2 separate regions of the Arachis hypogaea genome follow, and region 1 is linked to region 2. A link is a contact called in public Hi-C data. All regions are on one chromosome and are shown on one strand. Each heading gives the region's core, a stretch centred on a gene start, on an enhancer-like site or on the middle of the called end of the contact. The rest is flanking DNA. Distances are from core to core; before and after follow the strand shown.

Region 1 (5,461 bases), core at 163-2,662, 230 kb after region 2:
ACATACAAATAATCGAAGAAAAATTCAATCTCTAGAATCCTTTTCCCAATTTTTTTTTTTTTTACCATTCACAAAAGAATAATGGCCCAAAATAAATTCACTTAGCATAAAACCAATAAATTTGAAAAATGGAGAAATCTCGTTTTTCTAATTAGGCTTGCAAAATACTGTGTCACTCCCTATATTTGGAGTATTTTGGCAAATTGGGATATTTTTGGAGAATCAAAATGTCATTTTTCTTTCAAAGACCATTTTGTCAAAAATTGAATCTTTTGGAGACCAAAATAGTAGCTTAATCAAATAAAAGAAATGGTTTGTCAGCGGTGGCCGGTAAGCTACTCAACATACAAATAGAAGAATCATGATAACTACAACAACCTAAAATAGCTAACTTAGCACATAGAGAATTAAAAAAATACAATGCAAAAGACTAATCAAATCATGTGGGACTTAACTTTTAAAGCCAATTCCATAAGGGATGAAGTTAAATTGACAGAACTATTTATTCATGATTATGAACAGAGGGAAAAAAAAAACCTATATTCCCCGTCAAGAGTGTCAATTTGAAGAAAAAAATGCTACTCCATTATGTCCCAAATTTTCCATATATTGACCCAAAAAAAAATTCTGATCCAATACTAAAAATTAGTTTATCGTGTTGAGTTTTCAAGTCAATTAGATTGCAAGCAGTATGCAAAGCATAATATGAACAACAGCACGGCATTAAGAACCATACGGGAAAGAAAATTGAATAAATAAGACATGAGATAAATAAAATGGAACATACCCAGACATCCTTGTTGATAGGAAAAAAGAGCAATCTCTTCTTCACTGTACAGGGAAACAAAACAACAATAATATACCGAAAAATCAGATCTTGTGCTACGAAGCTTTACAGCAAATATTTTCGTAATTTCCGCAGAATAAACATTGACAGTACAAACATACGATAGTACCAGCTACTCATTTAGGACTTGACAAGAAAATCATCGCATGAGAAAAAGCTACGTTACAATGAGACAATATATTTGAAGAAATAAACGATGAAATAACAGAACACGAACGAATTGGCAACAGGGAGAGGGAAGGAATACCTGGAGGACGATGAATAGGTGCCGAACGAGTTTCCAGTGAGCCACAGAGAAAAACGCAAAAACCCTAAACGTTCTTATTCTTTGGGAGGGGGAGCAATTTCTTTTTGGTCTTTTTTTTTCTTTTTTGGACAAACGGGCCACACCCAAATATTTTTTTCCTTAATTTTTAATGTTTAAAGGCGGCTAGAATAGTTAAGGAATTAAGTTTTCTGTATAAAAAAAAAGGAAAATATCCAAAAACCAAAGTACTTATCTTTACAAGTTCCTAATCAAAACTCTTCAAACTATTTCCAAACGAGTTTAACAAAGACACGAATCCGCTATGTTCTTATAATTCATTCGTTATAACAATAGAATTGACCACTACATTTCGAGTAGGTGCTACATCATTTTCCTAAAAAAAATCATCATGCAAAAGGTAAATAAGTCAATTTCATCCATAAATCCATATCAACAAAGAATCCAAAATTAACTAATGCTAAACACATATTAAAGGTGTATTTCTCTTTCTTCTTTGTATATATTTCTTGATCGATCTATCCAATTTAGCTCCAAACCTCTTCGATATCGACCAACCCTTAGTTGCCACTTTTGAAAGACCTTGAATGTCGTCTGGACTAACCACGCACTCATACTGTGTGGCCATGTTGTTCTGTGTACCAACAACACTTTTGGATCCCAAGTTGGCATGATAATCAACTGACTTGGCTCTGACATCATCAAGAGCCGAATGCAACATGGCCGCTTCTTCGTTACAGGTCACGAAATTTTGGGCAACATTAAAGAAATATGAACACAATCCTCTGAATAAGTTATGGCTTTCATCCGATCGATACGACATAGTTGCTCTTGATGTAAGTGTGCTTGCGCGGTACATTTTTGCTCCATCGAGAAAGAACATAACAAGATGATACTATATCTACTCTGTAATATGAAAACACAGCAAGGTAATGGCAACAATGTATACCTCTTGATTCAAACATGTTGCACTCGCACCAAACCTTATGTGTTAAAGGGTCAAAATCAACACTGTTGGTGCAGTACCTAGACTCCCCAAAAAGTAGGTATCGCTCATCCACGTCCACACAAAACGAATCACCCTCTTGTGTCAAAATAAACAATTGCCTTTTTTCTTGAATTCCTGTTGGACTTCCCTAAACATAGAGCTTGTGTACTCCTGTTGAAATTGTTTTTCAATTGTATAGCTGGATGAATAGGGAATAACTCCTTTAGAGTCTGTAGCATCATCCTCCAGTTCTTTTTGCTCCTTGTTCCCAGCACATTATCATACTCATGCACGAACTGAACCAATCCACGGTTGGAATGTTAAAATCCCGTAAAAAGCGTGCATACTTTCACTCTTTGAGTACTCCTCATATCTGTCCAAAATTTACCTTGGAAAAATATTGAAACACATTGATTCGAGTAAGTTTTATGAAAAATAGATTAAGTGAAAAATAATGGTTAAGATGAGAGATTCGAGACAAGTATACTTATGAGAAAAACACTTCTATTAATGACAAATAAGCAATACAAGAACTAATAATGAGAAATAGAGGTGGAGAACAAGTGTTGAGACCTCCACTAATGTCACAAGAGGATGAATGTGCTTTATTTAAAGTGGACAGGGGTTGGCTAATGGTTATCGAGTATTTTGATGGAACACCTGAATGCCAGTTTTTACTTGTGAAGGTGATGAATGAAATGAAGAACAATGAGAGAAATTTTGGGGAGAGAAAAAGATGGGGTTTTTTAGCTTCTCAGCTTCAGAATCTAAAAAGAAAGTCGAAGGTCCCCTTAAAGAGGTGGTTTGAGGTCTTTTTATAGTGTAAAATCATAATGAAAAAGAAATCTATTATCCAATGGTTATAGTCTGATGTTAGACCTACTCTTTTTATCCTAAATATTTTTGGATATTCCCGTCACTTCAAGTCTTTTCAACTGTTCAATGGAGGAAGTTGATTTTCACAAGTTAAACTAAAGCTTATGACATGTGACATTAGTGAAGGGACATCTTGTTTGGTTTTCTTTCAACTAGATGACACTCTTTACACTCCAAATCCAACCAATCCATTTCCACCAATTTAGTTCACACTGAAGAGAAATTCAACTCCTCAAGGTGCTCTTTTTGGGTTCTATCCTTTTACCCAATACCTTTAGGAGGAACTTGACTCTTGTTTGACCATATTGTAGGTCATTCTTAAAATTATTTATGTACAAAAAAGGTTTATATTTTTAGTACACAACCACCCATATTCGTCGATCGTCATAAAGGTCTACAAAAACAAAAATGTGAAAAGCACTATCATGAACACTTAGCTACATCATCACAAACATCTATTGACTTAGGAAAAGAAACATCCATCGAACATGAAAAAGAGATATCCAATAAAATATCCAAATGAGTTATAATCCATCCGATGAAAATGGAACCAAAAATCTAGTATAATCAGAAAAAGGCTTTACAAAGAATCTACTCCCCAAAAAGAGCATACAAGCACATGACAAAACGTAACACAAAAACTAAACTTGATATAGATAGTCATCTGTTATGACCTCAATTCATCCAGCCCAATCCTTCTCGAAAGATTTCATAGACCAAGCATTCCATACAATGGCAGTCATTTTAGCATGTATTTCTCTGTACCGAGTGTATCCTCTGAGTTTAGCCGGTATCTTCATTAATATGTGCCATATGCACCATCGGTGACGAGTATTTGGAAAGAAATTCCTAATAGCACCAAACATGGCCTTGCACTAGTTCGTGATGACACCTTGTGGGGCAGTTCCCATGCATTTAACCCGTTGCGTGAATACTCACTCAAAGTTAGGGATTTACTCATTCCCAAGCAAAGCATTGTCAAGTAGAGTGGACTTCTCATGATGGCTAACACCAACAAAAGATGCAAACGGTAGTCCATGCCTGCAAGAAAAATAGCTACAAGTAAGAACTCGCGATAATTTCAAAACAGAAAAGCTTTCACTAGAGACACAAACACACACATAGTTATTTCTCATGCATGTTGTATCAACCGACACCATGTCTCTATAATATTCGTACGACGCCCTGCACCTTGTATCTACCCAAAGCACACTCCTAAACTTGTTAGCTTTGTCGATATCTACTGCATAAAAGAAATTCGAGTTGATCTCTTTCATTCGCAAAAAATAGCTCAAGATTTCTTTAACATCCGCGTTATCATTAGGACAGTGGAGATTGCTTGTAATGTAATTCCTCACGTCCTTTTCTGAGTAACTCAAATTCGACGACCTACTAACATCATTTGCCAGTGTGAGGTAGGTCTTGTTAGGCCATATGCAGCCTCATCGTTGTCATCAATCACACACTTGGAATGTATGGTCAGTTCTTTGTACTTGTGGTAATGGACCGATTTCTTAGCAGAACATGGGTGGATATGCTTCAATTCTAATTTTGACACCATCCAATTATCTTTTTTCCTATCCAACATCACGTACATCCTTGCTCTATATCTCGTGGTTGTTATTTTTTTTACCCGAGATGCTGCCTTCACTCGAGACTCCCAATAACCTTTCCGATTGCAATGTATCGATTAGTTAATAGGTATCCTTAATTCCTTCCTTGTCTTGTCAAAAATTGGTATTCCTAATCTTAATGACTAACTGATAAACTACTATTTTATGGTTTATCTTATGCTTAATTGAGTGGTTTTTATCAACTCTTTACCCATTTATTCATACTAATCGCATGCTTTATGTTTTCCTTCCTGATTTTATGCTATGATTGAAAACATGCTTCTTTGGCCTTTATATTGCTAATATTAATCCTATCTTATCACCATTAGATGCCTTGATATGTGTGTTAAGTGTTTTCAGAGATTACAGGGCAGGAATGGCTTAGAGGATGGAAAGGAAGCATGCAAAAGTGGAAGGAATACAAGAAACTGAAGGAACTGCTAAAGCTGTCCAGCCTGACCTCTCTGCACTCAAATGGTCATAACTTGAGCTACAGAGGTCCAAATGATGCGGTTTCAGTTGTGTTGGAAAGCTAACGTCCGGGGCTTCGATTTGAAATAAAATTTGCCATAGCTGCCCCAACGTTAGGTGACACGAACGCGTGAATGACGTGCCCGCATCGTATCTGCGAATTGCAATCCGCGCGAACGCGTGGACGACGCCTCCGCGTCACCTTCCCGCGACCTGAACATAACAGAAATCGCTGGGAGAAATTTTTGGGCTGTTTTTGACCCAGTTTTCAGCCCAGAATACATAGATTAGAGGCTATAAAGTGGGGGAATGCATCCATTCATAAGGAAGCTCTCATAATTCACAATTTTAGTTTTAGATGTAGTTTTTAGAGAGAGAGGTTCTCTCCTCTCTCTTAGGAT
Region 2 (5,409 bases), core at 2,386-4,885:
CCCTGACCTAAAAAGCAAAGTGACAGAATATGACTTAAAATCACCAGGGATAATTATTACCACCAACAATGTCTATACTGTAATAGTAGAATTTGCAGTGATATTCATAATTAAATACAGCACAAGCTTAAAAAATGTCTTATATAAGGAGAAATATTCCAATAAAAGATAAGGACAGAAAACAAATACCTGTTCCACGTTACTAGTTAAGTATGGACAGGATGGAAAATCTCCAAACTGATTGGATAGTCCGCAAGCATCTTTTGATTTTAAACGAACAACAGTCATACAATTCACTTTCATTTGAGAAATAATTATAACAACCTGCATTGTCAGACAAAAAATTACATAAAATTTGAATACGAGAGCTAAATGATTCAATCATGAGAAAATATAGAAAAGTTGATTTCTGCAAGAAGCACTTTCACCATCAAATTTTGCAAAAATACTGTTAAATACATGATTAATGATGGTTCTGCTGCTGACGGAAGTATTAATAGACATGCATATGCAGCAGTGTGCATGCACAAAAAGGATTTCCTAACCAACCTGGGAAATGGTGACTTCGTCAATGGACAATGCAGCTCCACAAGAGCGGTTAAGACAATATAATAACACAATGGAATATATATGTGTATCCAATTTGCTTTCAGGCAGCATATGTTCATAACAATGGGAAAGCTCCTGCACAAGAAGTATAGAAGCCATAGTTAGCCAGCTGCAATAAGATCACAAGTTAACAACACAATCAGCTGTTCTGAAAAAACACCTGCTTGCATTTAATACCTACCAGCTTCTCCACAAAGTACGTAATATTTTCTGATGTCCTCTCTAGTAAAAACCTTGCCAGTATTCGGCCAGTTAAAACCACCTCTGATGGCAGTACTGCAGACCAATTTACACCATGACATTCATGCTTATGTTCAGTGATATTCTCAGTTTCACATTTGGAATCATGACCTTGAATAACTTTGTCAGCATACTCTCCAAGGTCACTGGGTAACTTCTCAATAATGCTGTGAACTTCTGGGAAAATCCTTAAGACTTGCCCACCAGCCTGTGTCTGGCATTGCTGGGAGCAATACAGTGGTACGGAACATGATCTACAGGGTACCCTATCAGCAGGTAGGTCATTCAAGCAATAGTGGCAATGACTTTCCCGGCATTGCTTTAATATTATCTGAAATTATGAATTAAAAAAACTAACAAGTTAACTTGCCAAAATAAGTTTACACCACTCAAGGAATATAAATATACAAAACTAAAAATGGAAAGTAACTATTGATCTTAAGAAGTGAGGAGATTCATGTTTACAACATAATGACTGTAAACCCTATGTCCTAATACCACACAAATAGCACATAAGGCAAAATGTGTATTACCACAGCATAAGGTTCTTCACTATGAGCCAAAGAACCAGGTGAAATGTCATTTGATGATACCATGCCTCTTCCTTTCTCAGGTATGGCGACACACTGTAGCATTACTTGGGGAACCTCACCTGCCACAAATGTACTACACCATCTTCATCTTACTATCTCAAAAAGAGAAATACATTGGTGCAGAATACATGTGCACCGGGGTAGCAGATGCAAAACAACATGAAATAGCAGGGTCAGGGGGAATGGAAACTTGGCCACATTGCTTGAAGTGATAACTGAACCCTAGTTCCTTTCAGTTTCTTGTCTTTGATTTTTTTTAAACTAATCTATAGGGTTTATACCTCTTTTACTTGAACATAGTTCAATGGTACATATATTAGAAAACTGAACTTAACATCACCTTGACCAAGTAGCTTTACAGTTTCAACTGTAACTTGCTGCTTAAGTAGACAAGGAAAGCTTCTTACCCACTGTAGTCAAGGTGTTCTCCTTACGTTGTCTTACTGTGCTTGTGCTCTTGCATTGGTCAAAAATATTTTTCTGCTCACTTTCTATTTGTCTCTTCCCATTCAATGATGATTCCACAGTTTTAGCCATATTTAGGTCACACATCGCATCTTTATAATTTCCCAGGGAAGCATTTGCCTTACCTCTTCTGTACCATGCCTGCAGCCGAAACAATAAGATATTGAAAGAAGAGTGGAAACTACAATTTAAGTATGTATATATAATCATTGTCACATCCACTTAATCAAACATTGAAGCACATAATCCTAAACATTCACTGGCATCAACATAGACTGATCTTTAGGATGAGGAAGTAAAGCATTTTATATCACACCTCAATTATCATGTTTGTAAGTCAAATCCGAAGACATCTCCAATACTTATTCATAAACCATCGCCCAAAACCATATGCATACATCAAGAAGTAAAGCTAATCATACTTCTTAGTTACTAATAAATAATTTAATGGAAAAGCATTCATTGCACTTTACACATAAAAATAAACTTGAGACAGATGCAAGAAATTCATCCCTCTCTGTAATGATGTAAAAAGAAAGTAGAATATGATGAAAAATGGGTCATCGGAGCTGATTTTCACCTTTGCATTGCTTGGACATATCTGAAGGGCACGAGTACAATCTCGCAAACACTCTGTCAAAAGACTCATTTTCTGCAGGAAACCTACGGGAATAAATACTTGACCACAATATCAAGCCTTCAAAAAAATAAATAAATAAAAAGTGTGCGTGTGAGTGTGGCACAATATTGGAGCTTACATGCAATACAGTAGCTCGATTGATATACAAAGTTGCAACCAGATTATTTTCCATATCACCATCCTCAAAAGGTGCCTTTCGCAATGCCTACATTTCATATTAGCGAACACAAAAACTATAGTGAACCGTTAAAAAATAAATAGCAAGTAACAATATACTAGTATTCAAACTTACTCCATGACCAAAACAATGTACAGATGGAATGCTGGATCGTATTTATCCGTCCTTTTACATTATTCGTAGTATTCTAGTTCAATTGGAAAAGGATTAACATATTTTCTCAATAAGCGAGAACAGTTATCACTGAAACTCCAAATGTTATAACATGCGAAGCAATAGCACACTATTAAACCAATATTTGCGGTGACAAGAAAACAAAAAGCAAAAAAAAAAAAAAAAAAAAAAAAAAGGAAAAGAAAAACCTGAGTATAGAAATCAAGAGCGTTGGCGTAATTTCCTTTGGAGAAGCACTGGTTTCCGAGCTGCTTGGATTCGAGCGCAGCGTCTTTGCTCTTGCCGCAGAGAGCATGCTTGGGATCCACGAGTTCAGTGAGTAACTAACACAGGAAGAAGTTTGAATTGCGGTTCGTTAGGGTTTAATCGGAAGTTCAGATATCGAAGATTCGAAGCAAAGAAAATTAGGAATTTTAGTTGGAAAGGAGTGACGAATAGAGTAGAGTTGAGCGAGGATGTTTACCTGGTGGAAGGGCTCGAAGTGATGGAAGAAGCTGTGGAGGGAGGAAGAGGTGGCGCGAAGATCATCGACGGTGCTATCACCGATCATGCGCTTCAGGCCTTCGGGAATCGCAGCCTTCAGAGTTTCCATCTTTTTCTACAACACCAGCGCAGTTTACTAGTTTACTATCCTAGTTACCAGTGTCGGTGTGCTTCTACTTGTTTCCCTCTATTTTCGTTTTCCCGGTATGTGTAGGAACGAATCCTCTCGTTCTTTTTTCCTCTCCTAAAAGTGTAATTTTTTATCGTACACTTTTTAGGATTTTAATCCTCTAAAGTTTGAATTTTACTATAAAGAGTAAAGTATGATCTTCTATTTTTAAATAGTTTCTCTTTTGTATTTATTTCTGGTCCCATCTATAAAATCAATAGTGAAAAATCACACTTTCAAACTTTAGAGGATCTAAATCCCACTTTTTAAATAAAAACAAAAAAATGTAAAAAAAAAAATATTAAATCATGTTGAGTTAAGAATAATATTAATTTTATTTAAGTGATACAAGTCCAAATAACTATATAGCAGCCCAAACAAATGAATCAAAGCAATCAAATATGCTGAATGGATATTAAATTCATAATTAAGCCCAATATAATTTTTTTTTTACCAAAGATATGAGATTCGAACCCACAATTTTTTAATTGAGTATGGGGAGATTATGTCATTTGAACTATTATTCATTGGCTTAAATTTGGAAAGATAGGAGACTCGAACCCACAACCTCTTAATTGAATATGTGGAGTCTATGCCATTTGAGCTATTACTCATTGGCAAGCCCAATATAAATTGAAACAAAAGGAAAGCTAAATCTCATCTTTGTTCTCTTTGGGTAAACACACGAGAGAGAGAGCGCTTTACCTTCAAGCTTACATACACCAAAAAAAAAAGTGAGAGAATGTTCATAAAAAAAAGTAAGAGTTTAATCAAACAAATCAAAAGCATATTACACTAAGTCAGAGGTTAAAGATAAATAATTTTTTTTTTTGCATTCAAGTTGATTTCTTCACTTCTTCTCCTACTCTTTGCAACGCCATTTAAAGAAAAATGAAGAAAAAGGTGGTTGATTATCTCTGCTGTAAATCAACGGCTAAAATTGTTACTTGAAGACAAAGCACATTTTTAATGATTTAGATTTGAGACTGTCACTGTGTAAACAAAAATCCTACTGCTCTGTGCTCCTCAGTTAAGCCAAGAATCAGAGTCAAAATTCCTAATTTTAGAGTTGATTGAAGGAAAAAGGAAGATAATGACATGTGGTTCAGGAAACAAGGGTTTGAGTTTGGAGGACACTCAGCCGTGACAATAAATAAGATACAAAAGAAAAAATTAATTCTGAAATTGGAACAAGGAGAGAGAACCCGAGAGAGAGCAAAGAGTGAATCCTCACTACTGAGTTTGAAGTCTTGGAAGCATTGCACCTACACTAAAGGGAACACTTCGCCAAGATGAAGAACAAGGTTATGAGTTCAGAAGTTGGGTTCAATTCATAAAGTCAAAGCTGCATATTCATCATCTCCTTCATATTTTAATGTTTTGTGTTTCAGTTTTAATGTATATCTTTCTGTATTTTCTTTGTGAGATAAAAGGCAAGAAAGAGAGGCATTGAAAAAAAGCCATAGAGTGAAAAAGGCTGAGAGAAATACTTGAAAGAAAAGCTAAGAACGATTTCAGATTTCTTTTGGTTGTATTTTCTGTTTTGTATCATGTACTTGAGAGGTATCCCTTGTTAAGTTGGGTAAACATTTAGTATGGTGAGTCTAGGTATTAGCATAGCCAAGTCAAGTGTATGTTGAAGCTTGTGTGCCCAGATAGGATTAAGTTGAGTCTTAGGGAATCGGTATATGTAATACTTAGACTATAGTGAAAATTCCACCAACGTTGTGGTGGAGACTAGATGTAAGTTGCATTGCACAAGGCAACTGAACTAGAATATATGGTCGTGTCAACTTCTTCCTCTCAAATTTAGCTTTGTTCTCTGGTTTTATGAGACAAATCAAAATTGTCTCATGAT

Evidence for each region. A called contact is a pair of places that touch in the nucleus more often than the background predicts.
Region 1: a Hi-C map of leaf shows a contact between it and region 2, with 2.9 times the contacts expected there. The contact joins the promoter of LOC112784252 here to the promoter of LOC112783050 in region 2. A contact is called at or near these places in 2 of 8 Hi-C or Micro-C datasets (both in leaf).

Annotation. Positions count from the first base shown.
Region 1 is chr20:101,778,178-101,783,638 of arahy.Tifrunner.gnm2.J5K5, forward strand. It overlaps LOC112784252 (small ribosomal subunit protein eS12z), which reads right to left and starts at 1,413. Exons shown (of 5, transcript XM_025827407.3): 1 at 1,095-1,413; 2 at 788-831. The coding sequence starts at 795.
Region 2 is chr20:101,541,916-101,547,324 of arahy.Tifrunner.gnm2.J5K5, forward strand. LOC112783050 reads right to left here and starts at 3,636. Exons shown (of 16, transcript XR_003193272.3): 1 at 3,363-3,636; 2 at 3,088-3,222; 3 at 2,666-2,752; 4 at 2,488-2,559; 5 at 1,850-2,048; 6 at 1,383-1,501; 7 at 791-1,180; 8 at 550-684; 9 at 190-324; 10 at 1-7.